Regions from separate parts of the Mus musculus genome. Here region 2 is linked to region 1. The links are chromatin contacts, called in public Hi-C maps. All regions are on one chromosome and are shown on one strand. The core of a region is the stretch at or near the end of the contact, and the rest is flanking DNA. Distances in the headings are between cores, read along the strand shown. Region 1 has its middle 33 kb from the start of Gm24472. Region 2 has its middle 19 kb from the start of Kirrel.

Region 1 (2,838 bases), core at 338-2,837:
TCCAACAAAGAAAATGAAGAAATGAACGAAGAGGCACAGTACAGGAGGGGAGAAAAGACTGCTGGTTATATGTCTGAGAGAGTATTAATGTCTAGAATATATAAAAAACAAGCAATCAAATTTAAAATAAGTTATAAAATTTCTCAAAAGAAATATAAATGATTAATAAACATTTCTTATTAAGTGATCAACATCTTTAAGACATCAAAGAAATAGCTAATTTTTTAAATTAGCAAAACTAATTTAAGATGTTTGTCTTAAGCTGAGGTATCGCATGCCTTTGATCCCGGAGGGGCAGGTAGATCTCTGAGTTTGAGGCCAGTCTAAGCTACAGTGTGAGTTCTAGGACAGCCGGGGCTACATTGAGAAACCCTGCCTTGGGGGGAAAACAGTTTTTGTCACCCCAGGAAGCATGGCCTTTATTAAGAAAACAACGGCTTCAATGATGGTGAGTCTGTGAAGCAGGAGTGCCCTATTCACTGTTGATGGGGGTATAAGCTGATGGAGCCACAATGAAAGTCAGCGTAGTACCTCAAAAACCAGAAATAGATCTGCCAGACAGTCCACTGGGCATATACCTGAAAGACTGCGAGTGAGAATTCAGGCTCAGGAAGACTTAGACTTGACTTTTTAGATAGGTGAGTTAAGTTGGAGTGTCAGTAGAAACTAGGCAGCCAGAAAGACCCATGAGAAAGGGTAGGTCCTGAGGACAGCGACAGGAAAACTCATGTGATTATAAATGAGAAGAAGAAGCCTGGCAAGGGGGCCTTGGCTCACTCCCAGTCTCTCTGCCCTGGCTGCAGCGTGGGTTTCTTGGGGTGGGGGTGGCTATGTTAAATGATGACAAAGCAAGGTGAGGCCTCTAGTGAACTTGGGATTGGTGGAGCTGTCTTCTCAAAAGGATGCAGAGTAGAAAGAGAGCGTGCTCTGGTCTTGCTCCATTTAGGGGGAGGGAGTGTGTTTTCTCAATGCTCCAAAACACTGACGCTCAAGAGCTGTGGACTTGGGCTAGACTGATGGACCAGCTGTAAAACGCTTGCCCCTTCAGCACAAAGACCTTCACTATGATCCCATGTTAAAAGCCAGGCACACAATTTACAATCCCAGCACAGGAAAGGGAGAAATCAGCAAGTCCCTGATGCTCAGTGGCGAGTCAACCTAGCTGAACCAAAGAGCTCCATGTTCCCTGGGGAGGCCTTGTCTTAAGAACTTGCACCGGAGAACTGCCAGTGCTGATTCCCCTGTCTTAAGGACCCTGGACAGTGAGTGAGGCTCCTAGCCTTGTCACAGTAAGCAGCTGAGAGCTAAGAAATGTCAGCCCTGCTGTAGTTCACGTCTCCGGCCACCAGAGGGCGGAAATAGCCCAATATTAGAAAAGCAGAGGGAACCGCTTATTGAATGTTCTAGAACTGGAGACATCTCTTGAGGAAATACTTCCCTCAAGCCATGACATTTCCCAACTCTGAGAAAGGGTCGTTGGCTTGACAACAGGATGGCGACTCCCTGTCCAAGAGGAAAAAAATCTCCCTGAAGAGGCCCCCACAACCAGCTTCCCTTTAAACAGGAAGGATTTCAGTATGGCCCGGACTCTCCCGTCCTCTGTCACAGTTGCTGTTTCCCTGAAAAACTCCATTTTAACTTTAAGGCACTGGGAGGGTCAGAAGATGCGCTTGTTGGTCCTAGTTCCCTGCGTTAGTGAGCCTCGGCTTTCTCATGTGTGAAGTGAAGAGGAAAATACATACCCACCTTATAGTACTAAGAAGATATAGAAGATTCCTGTGAGGGCATGCGTACTGTGTTCTGCCTCTCCACCCAGGGGGAGGCAGAACGAAGTCTGGAGCGGAGGTTCACAGTCTGTGTTCTCCTTCTCTAGACCTGAAAGGGAAACAGCGAAGTCTGGAGTGTGGTTCCTTGGCTCCTCTCTGGGTTCCTGGGTAAGGAAATGGGGGTGGGGGCTGGGGAATGTGGGGAGTGTGGTGTGGTGTGGTGTGGTGAGGTGGGGGTGAGGGGGTGAGGTCCTCATGTCTACCTTTCCCCTGGGGCTTGAGGAGCCAGAGATGATTGGAACCTGGTCTGATTGGGAGTCAGGGCCTGGTGCACCAAAGAGGCTGGAGAAGAGAAAGCCTGCCTTCCTTCCTTCCTTCCTTCCTTCCTTCCTTCCTTCCTTCCTTCCTTCCTTCCTTCCTGCCGCAGACCCTCTGGGCCCCTTTGTCTGCGTGGAATGGGTCTTTAGTCGCGGGTGGGCAAAGCGTCGGATGAATGACAAACAGACGCACACAGGAGAGGTTGTGTAGAATCTGAATGTAATTTGTCAAATCGAGCATCAAACTTTTTATACAGAAGACAATAAGGAAATTGGGTGACATACCCGCATGGTACAAAGAGGTTACTGGATTCTTACATAAAACAGAGGAATGCAAACACAGAAGGTCTAACAGGAACCACCTGGGATAGAATTCATTGTTAACAACTGGAATCAACAAGGGCTCCACCTAAGATTCACTTAATCTTAGAAGCCAGGGTCAAGGGCTTTGTGCCCTTGCCATAGTTCCTATTTTAATCTATTGTATAGTCCACCTTCCCCCTAGGCCATTGTAAATACGTGTGTATGGGTGTAACTCAGCTATAGTTCTAAGTATCTATTCTGGTTTCTCCTTAGGTCTGAAACTTCCTTCTTCCTAGGTGATGGTAAATTCCTGTGTAGGGCAGTGACCTCGCTTTTATTCAAAGTGATAGTGTAGTACCAGAGGCTATTCTGAATGTCACTGAATTCCCATGGTCTGCTCAAGGACTTTCTAGGACTGTTGGAACACTGGTGAAGGCTTTAGCTATGTCAGA
Region 2 (3,151 bases), core at 232-2,731, 160 kb after region 1:
TTAATGTCTCTCCAGGAAGTTACACAGTATCATCAGGGACCTTTGGTCAAGAATGCACCTCCCTACACACAGGCACTCCCGCCCACATCCACCATACCCCAACTCCTACACACAGGCATGAGCACAAGCAAGCATGCTTGCACACGCACCTTCTTGTCCAAACCAGACTTTTGCTAGTCTGTTCCTAACTCCTCCTACCTCTTCACACCTGACCTCCAAATCCTGCTCACCTACTTCCATCCACCTCAGCTGAAACCACTGTCAACTGCTTCCATTTATCCATATGGGACCTCTCCCTTGGCTTACCCCTTCTGACAGACTCTTTTCTCTGTAACTAGAGCCCTCCACTGCCTAGAATTTGCCAGTGATCTCTACTCCCCTTTCAGTTAGGCACAGAATCTGTCCCCAGCTCCCAGAGCCTGCCTGGGGTGGATCTGCCTTCTCCCCAGCCTCACGGATCCTCACAGTCATCCTGTCCACCAGGTTTCTTCTGAGTGCTCCCTTCTCTGCAACGTTCTGCACCAGGGCCATACCCCAATCAGTCTTGCTCATTCTTCAGACCTTCAGAATCCTTTCTAACACCTCCAGACAAGTGACTCTCTCCCTATTTGCCATCAAATCCCCGCCATTCCTACCAGTAGCATCAGTCACACTTGTAATTAGGTATGTCCTGTCTGTTTTCTCTGCTGGTTAGTATGCCTTGAATAGACGTGGCGTCTGCTGCCACTAGAACCCAGCACCTGGAACTTGAAGGAAATGGAGATATTTCTGTTCCATGTTGCTTCAAGTGTCTCCTGCTATGCTTAGAGAGCTGGGCTCCATTGTGCAGGGTACCAAGCCAGAGACTTAGTCCTTAGATTAGAAGGGGAACTTCCCCATTCGGCAGACATTTGTTAAACATCAAGAAATTACTCTTCCCGGGGGCTGGAACAGAGGAGCAGAAATGGCATATACGTTTATCTTCTGTTGTTCAGAATATGTGTGGGAGACACATATTACCCACACTGCTAGAGAAAAGAATCCAGGGAGCGGTGAGTGAAGTGATAAATACAGCTGAGTGCACGATCACATACCTGAGCACAGAGCAGCAATTTACAGCCCTGTCACTTGGCCCTGCGGGAATTTACAGTGCTGTAACTCAAGAGTATTTCTACACGGCCCACTAACAAACACCCACTTCAGCCCCAGTTCAGAGGTGACTGTAGTTGCTGCTCTTAGATTCTTTTCTTTCCTTTTTGGAGATTATAAGATAATTATGTTATTCTTCCCTTCCCTTCTTTCCCTCCTTCCAAATCCTCCCACATATCCCTCTTTGCTCTCTTTCAAATCCACAGCCTCTTTTTTTCTATTAATTGTTGAATACACACACACACACACACACACACACACACACACACACACACACACATTGCCTGGGTGTGTTTTCAGGTCTGATCATTTGAATAGCAATAGGCATGCTGAAGAGGACTGGGTGGGGTGGGAGGAAGCAGCCCTGGAGGCCTATCCTCTACACAAAGAACCACACCACTAAGGAATGCTTGGGGAAGGAGAAGCAGCCTCCCTTCCTCTTTTGATAAGGAGGAAGGCTGGGCCAGGTGGGGTTAAGATATTTACCAGGTCTGGGAGGGAGAGGAGATATCATTATCACTCAGAATCCTTTCGCTGTTCAGGTGAACTATGAACACAGACTTCAGCACTACCTTAGTTTTGTGGGCAGCTTTGTTAACATAACAAGAAGCCCCCATTCTCTATCCCCTTAGCGTCAGCCTGAGTCCCACAGCCCTGCTTCTGCCCCAGGCTTCAGCCTTTTGCTCCCTTGCTTTCCATTCTATGTAGGTGGGGCTTTTGGTTTTTTGTTGTTTCCCACTAGAGCCCCTAATCAAAATGTATCCTTTAGCTTGTAAAGTGGTACACACATTCAACCACAACCCTTGGGAGACAGGCACAGAAGGATCACTACAAGTTCAAAGCCACCCTAGACTACATGGCAAGATTTTGTTTTAACAGCAACACAGCCAAAGCCAACCCAACCCCTGCTTTCTGCAAGGCCCAGCCCAGGGGCAATGTTCTCCTCTGATGGGACAAAGTACCCTTCCCAATGCATTGGCTGTCCTTGTCACTGTTTGTTGCTGCAGGAGACACCATGACCATGGATCTCTAAGAAAGGAAAACATTTATTTGGAGGCTTGTTTACAGTTTCAGAGGTGAGTCCATTATCGTGGTGGGGAGCATGGTGGCACACAAGCAAGGTGCTGGAGCAGTAGCTGAGAGCAACATCCTATCCTGACCAACAGGCAGTAGAGATGCTTGGGGACTTTTGAAACCTCAAAACCCACACCCAGTGACTTACTTCCTCCAACAAAGCCACACCTCCTTATCCTTTCAAATGGTGCCACTCCCTGGTGACCAAGCATTCAAATCTATGGTGAATATGGGGGCCATTCTCATTCAAACCACTGCTCTTGTACTGCCTTACTTCAAGGCCACCTGTTTAGTATTATAGTTACTTATGTGTGTTTCATCGCCCTCTCAAAATTTCTTCATACATTTGAATGGACCCTTTGGAGTCTGGCATTTGAAAGAATCTCAGGGAATTATTTCAGTGAAATATTGCTACCCGTCTATTCGTGACTCTCTCCCCCTTGAGCCCCCACAACTGTCTGGTATTGTGGTAGGCAACACAGAGGTCTCTGTAATTACAATGACCAAGGAGCACACCTCTCCATTTCTGTATATGGGAGCTGAGACAGAAGCTTCCCAAAGGGACACATCAAGTAGATGTGACTGCTGGATTCTGGCACTACTGTTCCCCTTCTACTCCTGAATTCCACGAGCCGTGTGTTTGAGAGCCTGGGTTCTATCCAGCATCTTAGGTGTTTTGTTCTCTTCTCAACTAACCAGAAGCTGCTTTGTCAATAGCTGTCACAGCTGTTTGTCAGGGTATGACTTGAGCAGGTAGCTCAAGCAGTGGGGTCCTTATAGCTTAGGAAGCTGATCAGAAAGTCACTTCTAGGAAAACTGGCAGCCCCAGACTCTGCTATCCTGAGCCTTCCTTTCCCTGATGGAAGTAGGGAAGAGCACCTGCTAGCGCACCCAGCGCTATCCCCTTGGCTCTTGAGCCCTCTGCCCTAGATCTTTCCTGATGGTTTTT

The links. A called contact is a pair of places that touch in the nucleus more often than the background predicts.
Region 2: a contact with region 1 is called in a Hi-C map of reprogramming fibroblasts, with 2.5 times the contacts expected there. The contact joins two enhancer-like sites. A contact is called at or near these places in 1 of 15 datasets of contacts at CTCF or cohesin (the NIH/3T3 cell line), 36 of 484 Hi-C or Micro-C datasets (the 4T1 cell line, the C3H10T1/2 cell line, MC3T3-E1-derived osteoblasts and 22 more) and 11 of 115 datasets of contacts at active chromatin or transcription factors (embryonic stem cells and stem cell-derived neural progenitor cells).

Annotation. Positions count from the first base shown.
Region 1 is chr3:87,032,249-87,035,086 of GRCm38.p6, forward strand. No RefSeq gene overlaps it. Among named protein-coding and RNA genes, the nearest start is that of Gm24472, 33 kb to the right of the region's middle. Within about 2 kb of position 1,588, at least 16 of the 459 cell types and tissues checked have an H3K27ac peak or open chromatin away from gene starts, as enhancers often do. A contact at or near this core is called in reprogramming fibroblasts, where this site is marked.
Region 2 is chr3:87,192,445-87,195,595 of GRCm38.p6, forward strand. No RefSeq gene overlaps it. Among named protein-coding and RNA genes, the nearest start is that of Kirrel, 19 kb to the left of the region's middle. Within about 2 kb of position 1,482, at least 20 of the 459 cell types and tissues checked have an H3K27ac peak or open chromatin away from gene starts, as enhancers often do. A contact at or near this core is called in reprogramming fibroblasts, where this site is marked.